2 separate regions of the Ovis aries genome follow, and region 2 is linked to region 1. A link is a contact called in public Hi-C data. All regions are on one chromosome and are shown on one strand. Each heading gives the region's core, a stretch centred on a gene start, on an enhancer-like site or on the middle of the called end of the contact. The rest is flanking DNA. Distances are from core to core; before and after follow the strand shown.

Region 1 (4,295 bases), core at 862-3,361:
CTGTACTAACTGAAGTTGACTCGCAATGGAAAGTGAAAGTGAAGCAGCTCAGTTGTGTCCAACTCTTTGTGACCCCCATGGACTGCAGCCCACGAGGCACCTCCATCCATGGGAATTTCTAGGCAAGAATACTGGAGTGGGTTGCCATTTCCTTCTCTGGGGGATCTTTCCAATCCAGGGATTGAACCTGGGTCTCCTGCATTGCGGGTAGACACTTTACCGTCTAAGCCACCAGGGAAGCCTGATGGAGAAACCACCACCAAAACTTAACATCTGGTTTCCCCTGCAGAGGTTTTTGGTATTGTTTAGTCGCTCAGTTGTGTCCAACTCTTTGTGACCCCATGGACTACAGCACACTAGGCTTCCCTGTCTTTCACCATCTCCCGGAGTTTGGTCAAACTCATGTCCATTGGGTCAGTGATGCTTTAGTGAGCCTTAAAGGAGGGCCTGGCCAATTATTCTCATTATCTGGTGTAGAATGACTAGGCAGGTCAAGGTCTCAGAAAGAGACCCTTGGAGCAGGAAGGAAATGGTGTTAAGACAGCAGGCCAGGAGCAAAGATAGGAGGTTAGGCTGGTGCTGAGAGTTCTCATTTTCAGGGCTCAGTTCCTCACAAGCTGTGCAGGAAAGGGACAGGAGCCAGGGAACACTCCATGAGAAAGGCACCCTCAGACGTGGCCCTGGACGCCAACATCATCCTCCTTCTCTGGTCCTTGACTCTGTGCTGCCTCTCAACATCTCCCACTTCCGATTTCTGTGCTCTCAAGCTTGGCTTGATTTTAAACTTTTTTGAAACTGGGATATACAGGGTGCTGCATGCACGTTACCTGAAATCAGACTTCAAATTGCTTAATTCCTTTTTCTGGCTTACACAGGTTCCTGAGCCCAACACAAGTGTTACCTGCCACAGTCCATCACACTAGTAACTTACTTATCAGCAGCAGCGGCAATGTGACTCCAAGCTGGAGAAACGACACACACCAAGGAATAGGGATTGCAGAAACAAACACAGGGCAAACCACAGACATCTGTCCTGACACGTCACCTGGCTGAACTTCGGTATCAGAACGCAAGGAACACAGGCGTGTGGGCTTGTGTCTTTAGACATTGTCCTGGGTTCCAAAGGATGTGTGTCTGTGGCAGATGGGAGCCTGGAGCGCTGGAGAGCATCTTAATTATATTGCTTCCTTCCAGGCTTCTGGAGTTTTGGGTATGATGCTAATTGCTGATCAAGAGCCTAATTTTGCTGGCCACGTGGGTAAATTCCACATTCCTTTGTCCATCAGGCAAGTCTGGCCTATAAGCTGAACATCTGTATTGAAATTTTAGAGATGATTCCTCCAGAGAGGGGGGGAAAAACAATATTATCAAAGACAGATTTCTAAGTAGGTATTTATGTCTTATGGCAAACCGGATGCTGGCTCCTCATACTAGCTTAACAGCTAATGGCAGAGACTAAGCGGCTACCCAGACTCATGTGGAGGAGGCAGGCAGGTTAAGCCGAAATGCGTAAGCCCCTTCCAGGTAGAGAGGGCTCGGGGGAGGCCTGGGTCGCCTGAAAGGGCCAACTCTGTCGTTGAGGGCAACACTTCCTGGGGCCCAGCCTTGGGCCGGGCAGGACCTTTTAAGCTCCCCACCTATCCGGGTGTGTCCCAACTTTCCCTCCTTCACTCCCAAACTGGATAGGCCGCGTCTCTTCTTCTCCGGACCGGGGTCCTCTTAAGGCCCCCTTTTGCCTCCTGCCTCTTGGGCTCCCCCGTCCCCGCTCCCTCCCCTAGCTGACTCCTCCTTCCGATCCTTCCTCTCCTTCCCCATCTCAAATCGTCGCCAGTGTGCACTCCGTATCCCCATTCATCTTGTCGCTGCCTCCCTCCTCCGACCCTCGAGTCCCCCATGCACCCCACCTGCCCCTCTCCGCCCCCAAGCAGGTACAGGCAACAGTGACAACGGCTCCCCGGGACAGCAGGAAGGCCCGCTTACCCGGGCGCGGCAGGCCTTGCGGCGGCCCGGCGGCCCTCGGGCGCGGAGAAAGCGCCCGCGGTCCGGCGTGGGGACGTGGCCGGCAGCAGAGCCGCGGAGCCCGATGCCAAGACCGCTCAGGGCAGCCGCCCCAGCTCGGCCCCGCCCCGCCCGGAGGTGACGTCACGGGAGGGCGTGCCGCGTGGGCGGGGCAGCCTTGGACGACCCCGGAGCGCGATCCCCGAAACCAGTGGGGCTGCAAGAGGCGAGCCGGAAGTGAGGGGCGTGGCCGACCCAAGGCCCCGCCCACGCGGAGCGGCTCAGGTTACCCCTCGAGCGCGGCCGGAAGTAGCTATTTTGGACTGGTCTCTGCCGGAAGTGGTGGTTCCTGGGGCTTTGCCACCTGGTCGCGGATACCGCCCTGTCCGGCCGAGGGTCTCGGAGAGGGTCATCTCAGACCTCCCTCGGCGGCGTGGCTGTGCCACGTGCCCGCCCCCATCCCACAGACTTTATTCAGGCCCAAGGGCCAGCGCTGGGACTAAGTAATAGAGATGGCCATCCGTGTGTCTTGAGTGCTTGCACGCGCCAAGCCCTGAGCTTGGTTCAGTGATTTTACTCCGCAGTGAGAAGGAAATGGCAATCCACTCCAGGGTTCTTGCCTGGAGATTCCCAGGGACGGGGGAGCCTCGTGGGCTGCCGTCTATGGGGTCGCACAGAGTCGGACACGACTGAAGCGACTCAGCAGCAGCAGCAGCAACCCTGTGACATGCTTCGCACCCGTTTTACAGACACTGAAACTGAGGCTCACAGAATGTTCTTTAATTGTGAGCCGTGAATAACAGTGGGGCAGAGTGAAGTACAGAATAAAGCTGACGGGACTTGACCTTTATTAGAAATAGGCTTTGAGGGATGAGACAGAGGCTCAAGAGGTATTGGTGGTGGTGGTTTAGTCGCCAAGTCATGTCCGACTCTTGCGACCCCATGGACTGTAGCCTGCTAGGGTCCTCTGTCCATGGGATTCTCCAGGCAAGAATACTGGAGTTAAGTTGCTGTGCCCTCTTCCAGGGGATCTTCCTTACCCAGGGATGGAACCTGGGTCTCCTGCACTGCAGGCAGATGATTTACCGACTGAGCTATGAAGGAAGAAGTGTTGGATGTATGTATATACTTATAGCTGATGTATGTGTATACTTGGGCTTCCCAGGTGGCTCAGATGGTAAAGAATCTGCCTGCAATGCAAGAGACCTGGCTTCAGTCTCTGTGTCATGAAGATCCCCTGAAGTAGGAAATGGCAACCCATTCCAATGTTCTTGGCTGGAAAATCCCATGGACAGAGGAGCCTGGTGGGCTACAGTCCATGGGGTTGCAAGAGTCAGACACAACTGAATAACTGTCACACAGCTGATGTGTGGTGTTGTGCCTCAGAAACCAACGCAACGTTGTAAAGCAATTATCTTCTAATTAAAAAAAATAAATTTTAGAGTTTGGAAAAAAAAAGAAATAGGCTTTGGGAGAGAGGGAGTAGACTGGGAGTTTGGATTTGGTAGATGGAAACTATTACATTTAGAATAGATAAGCGGGACTGTATCCAATCTCCTGGGATAAACCATAATGGAAAATAATACTTTAAAAAAGAATGCCTGTTTGCACGGGCTTCCCTGGTGCCTGAACGATAAAGAATCCACTTGCCAATGCAGGAGACGTATGTTCAATCCCTGGGTTGGGAAGATCGCCTGGAGGAGGGCATGTCAACCCACTCCAGTATTCTTGCCTGGAGAATCCCATGGACAGAGGAGCCTGGTGGGCTACAGTCCATAGGGTCTCAAAGAGTTGAACATGACTGAGCGACTAAGCACAACACAGAGATACATGGAAAAGCACTAAATCGTTGACTTGAGATGTCTGGTTTTCTTTACCAGTGATCTTTTGATGTTCCAACTCCCTGGTTTTTGTTGCTGAAACTCCTATGTCTCCTGGCTCCTCCCTTACCTCTTCAGGGCAGTATCTCAGAATTTTCTGAGATGCTGTATCCCTGGCTTAAGTCTTCAGTTTTGTCTGCCAAATAAAACATAATTCTCAACTTGTAGGTTGTATGTTTTTTTCAGTCAGCAGGGCCCTGGGCTGAGAAACTAAATGGGCCACAGAAACCTGGGAGTGTGTGATGACAAGGTCAGCTAGCCAGCTGTGAGCCCTGGGAGCACCAGAAACTCAAGTTAGGGTGGCACCACCCAGTACCCCATGGTTTCAGGTTGTGTAGAACTTACTCTGAAAGACATAGGTTTGCTGAGATGTAGACCAGATGGGAGGATTCATGAAGACAAGCTCCTTTGATTTGT
Region 2 (4,295 bases), core at 866-3,365, 110 kb after region 1:
TGTGCTCAGGGCACAGTTCTGGATGCTTCCCTGGACTGAAGTGTGCACACAGACACACAGGCATCTCACTTTGCTTCTCGGGTCAACAGACAGCCTGTTGCCTGCTGTGCTTGGCACGCAGGGCCCTTGAGCTACTTGAAGGAGGTTCCACTATGCCTCCTTCTCTCCCTCTGGGTGCTCGTTCCCTGCAGCCCCGGGACCCTCGGCGGGGTCTCTGCTGGCTGCAGTTCCAGAGCCCCGCCTGGTTAAGCCCCTGCTGTTCCCCGCAGAGCCCCTGGTGCTGCCCACAGGCTCAGGCGTGATGAGGGTGGGCACCATTTTCAGTCCCAGGGGTGGACCCAGGACATGACAGACGGGCAGCCTCACAGACGTGTGCTTCTTCTCCAGCCTCATGTACTGGACAGACTGGGGGGAAAACCCCAAAATCGAGTGCGCCAACCTGGATGGGCAGGAGCGGCATGTTCTGGTCAATACCTCCCTGGGCTGGCCCAACGGCCTGGCGCTCGACCTGCAGGAGGGCAAACTCTACTGGGGAGACGCCAAGACGGACAAAATTGAGGTGAGCTTCCCCACTGGGGATCCCCCGCTATTCCGTGGAGGTGGGGGCACGGCCCGTCAGCCCCTGGCCCTGGGGCTTTCTACCTTCTTTGGTCCTGCCTGGAGCACGGGGCAGACCCTTCTGGCGTGTTTTTCAGTGGTGAAGGGCTGCAGGGTGAGTTTTCTGGAGGTGGCCTGAGCATTCCTGGAGGACTGGCTTGTGTGTTCCTGCCATGGGCTGTCCCCCCTTGGGTCTTAGGGTGCCTCTGAGCACCCAGTGAGCGCCAGCTCTGCTGCACGTCTGGGTAGATGTGCCTAGCAGATGCTTCTCCGTCTTTATGCCAAGTCGCTTCAGTCATGTCTGACTCTAGGCAGCCCCACGGACTGTAGCCCACCAGGCTCCTCTGTCCATGGGACTCTCCAGGCAAGAATACTAGAGTGGGTTGCCATGCCCTCCTCCAGGGGATCTTCCCGACCCAGGGATCGAACCTGCATCTCCTGCATCGTCTCCTGGATTGCAGGTGGATTCTTTACCCCTGAGCCACCGGCTTTTCCGATGCGCCCCTCAAAGGACAAATTTCGCAAACCTTGGGGATCAGGCCGTCAGCCCAGGTGCAGACGCCCCTCTTAGGGTCCTGTGGAGTCAGGGCTTCGGGAGAACAGCCTTGGGTGAGGGGCCGCGTCTCCTTTCCTGATGGCATCCTCGGACTCCAGGCGGGCGGGACGGTCAGAGGAGGCCCCTCCGGGTCAGCCGGCAGCAGGGTGGCTTCTGGCAGTGGTTCTGTCTCCAAGAGGTTATGCCCCGCCAGAGGCTAAGGTGCCGAGCGTCTTCTCCAGCATGTCTGGCCAGGTTGCCTTGGAGGGGAGAGGGGAGTCTCTTCAGCATGATCGCGCCCGTGGCCTGGCCGCGGGTTCCGAGCCAGGGCACCGGCAGAAAGGACCCCCACGTGGAGTCAGCCGGCTTCCCTTTGAAGCGGGCGGCGGTCCAGCTCCTGCTTCACGGGGCAGCTGCGGTGGGTCCCCCAGGGCGAGTGGGGAGGAGAACCGAGCCCTGGAGCCCACGAGGCGGGGATTCCTCTGGCCTCTGCTGGCCGGTGGTGGCAGCACGTGGATGGATCTGTGGAACAGGGTCCAGACCTTGGAGGGGTGCGGGGGTGGCAGGGGAGGGGGCTGCGAAACCTTGCAGGTGGGCCTCCTGCCGCCTCATCTGTGACAGCGTCCTGGACGGCAGGGTCAGGCCAGCCCAGGTCAGCAGCCCCTCAGGGGGCTTAGCGCGGGGTGCCTCCCAGTGTGGGGTGCGGCTGGGGATGGGCTTGGGGCCGGCTCGCCCGGGGAGACAGCCCTGAGGCGCCCTCCCCAGCCTCGGGCACCAGAGGTGGACTGGTCAATCAAGGTTGGAGCCATCTGGGGTGTGTGTGGGTGTGGGCTGCCTCCCATGCCGCCCCAGAGCTGCCTGTGACTCCTGCCCTACTTACTTGGGTCTGGAGTTCCCCTGTGGCACTTCCTTAACCCTCGTCCTGAGTCTGGAGCCCTTGGGGGTGGAAGTTCCTGCCACCGGTGATCAGCCCTTCCTGTGACTCCGGCCACACCCGGGGCCCCGGCCTGTCATCCACTTCCTGCTCCCAGTCCCTACTCCAGCCTGCCCCTGCTCTCTTGCGCCACGAAGTTCAACTTCATTGGTACAAGTATCTGGGACTTGCTGGCTCCCTATTTAGTCTCAAATCGACGGCTCCTTTGGCCCAGCATCTCCCTCCTTTTCTCTCTGACTTGCTTCTTGGTAGATGCCAAGCCCATGACACCCTAGCGAGGGTTCTCCCCCCGGCGGATCCATCCATCCAGGGCTTGTTCTCGAGGCCACATGCCCAGCTGCTCCAGCTCTCTCCCCCGGAAGCATCGGTTCCTGGGCACTCAGACTTCTTTATGGTCCAACTTTCACATCCGTACACGATGTGAAACAGCCAGAGCTTCTGACTGTGTGATGAAATACATATCCCTTCATGGATCACAGCCTTGTTGTAGCAAAGGGACTTGCAGATTTCATTATATATTTCACAAGTGTAATAAGAATAGCAATAAAGTGCTCAATAAATGTCCTGTGCTGAAGCCATCCCCTGACCCTGGCCTGTCAAAGGACTGTCTTCCACGAAACTCGTCTCTGGTGCCAAAACGGCCGGGGACCGTTGAAGGGGAGGCAGAAGTCCCGCCCTTTATTAATCCTGAAACAAGTAGAGCGTGTGCACAGCCCTGTGCGCACGCCGTGATCGGGCAAGGTCCCTGGGTGGCCGTTTCAGCCGTTCCTGAATAAGAGCAAGGTCGAGTCTTGCCCTCTGTGGCCTTGCGGTATCTTCTAAAGCTTCCTCCCTGGGGCTTCCCTGGTGGCTAAGACTGTAAAGAATCTGCCTGCCAGGCAGGAGACTGGGATTCAATCCCTGAGTCGGGAAGATCCCCTGGAGAAGGGAATGGCTACCCACTCCAGTGTCTGGAGAATGCCGTGGACAGAGGAGCCTGTCGGCCTCCAGTCCACGGAGTCACAAAGAGTTGGACACGACCGAGTGGGTAACCCTTTCAGCTTCACTTCTCCTCGGGGTTGCTCTGACACCCGGCGGCAAGAAGCAGAAGTCTCATGGGCCGACCCCATAGACCTGTTTGGCCCATCTTTGAGGCAGGAAGTGTCACTTTGGTGTGGGTTACCTGGTACTTGCTGGAAGCCCTAGGGATCACCCGGACTCCTTGCGGCTCCCACCCCCACCCCGATGTCCTGGGGAGCTGATGTCCTTGCAGCTGATGTCTGCAGTCACGGTGGATGCTGGTGGGAAGTACCCAGCGGGGATCGTACCCCCCAAGGGGGCAGGTGGGCCAAGGAGGATTTACAGACTAGGATGAAAATACATCCAGCCCCCTGCTCCTGACATCTCCTGAGTTGGTGGAGGTGACTTCCAGCACACGTGGAATAAACCCTCATTGGAGGAGCGACGGATGGGCTGTGTGTCCAGGTCCACAAACCCTGGGGAAGAAGGGTGCAGGACCCCTGAGCAACGGGGCCACAAGCTCTGCGGGTATGTGTGGGTATGTGTGTAAGGTCTTTTGAATTACGTGAATCAAAATAACCAGGGCAGTTTTAATTTGGGTTTTATGTGAGTATAGTTATTCCATCAGAGAGCAGAACTCTTTTTCCTTGTTTTTTTTTTTTTTATTTCCAGTTATTATTATTTTTAATGTAGGCTATTTCTAATGTCTTTATCAAATTTGTTACAACACTGCTTCCTTTTTCTTAAAAATGTTTTGGGTATTTTTTGGCCTCGAAACATGTGGGATCCCAGCTCCCTGACCAGACATCGAATCCACACCCTCCTCATTGGATGGCGAAATCCCATCCACTGGACCACCAGGAAAGTCCCTCTTTTCCCTTTAAGAGTCATGCTTTCAAAGGATTGGTCCTGGGAATCACACCCCTTTGCCTGGCTAAGTGCTGGAAACAGCATTCAGTGTAAGGAAAGTGCACTTCAGATGACTTTTCGGGGTCCTCTGGTTTGCGGGTGGCCATGCAGACCCCACAGCAGAGGGTCCTGCCCCTTCGACATGGCTGAGGGTGAGCTGCTCTGGGGTCTGCCCACCCTTCCTCCCCGCGCACAGCTGTTGTTCTGCAGGTCGGGCAATGAGCTGCTCAGGGGATGGGTGTGTTTTTCCTGCCACCCCCCGCTTCCCCTACCTCAGACCTGTGGCTGGTGTGTTAGGTCAGCTGAGCATAGGAGGCCGGA

Evidence for each region. Hi-C and Micro-C count contacts between places; a contact is called where the count stands out from the background.
Region 2: a contact with region 1 is called in a Hi-C map of mixed tissues, with 2.0 times the contacts expected there. The contact joins the enhancer-like site here to the promoter of C21H11orf24 in region 1. A contact is called at or near these places in 4 of 16 Hi-C or Micro-C datasets (hypothalamus, mixed tissues, muscle and 1 more).

What each region holds. Positions count from the first base shown.
Region 1 is chr21:42,162,044-42,166,338 of ARS-UI_Ramb_v3.0, forward strand. It overlaps C21H11orf24 (chromosome 21 C11orf24 homolog), which reads right to left and starts at 2,112. Exons shown (of 4, transcript XM_012102197.3): 1 at 1,981-2,112.
Region 2 is chr21:42,269,421-42,273,715 of ARS-UI_Ramb_v3.0, forward strand. It overlaps LRP5 (LDL receptor related protein 5), which reads left to right. Exons shown (of 23, transcript XM_027959820.3): 7 at 388-559. Among named protein-coding and RNA genes, the nearest start is that of TRNAA-AGC, 56 kb to the right of the region's middle. Within about 2 kb of position 2,116, at least 14 of the 54 cell types and tissues checked have an H3K27ac peak or open chromatin away from gene starts, as enhancers often do.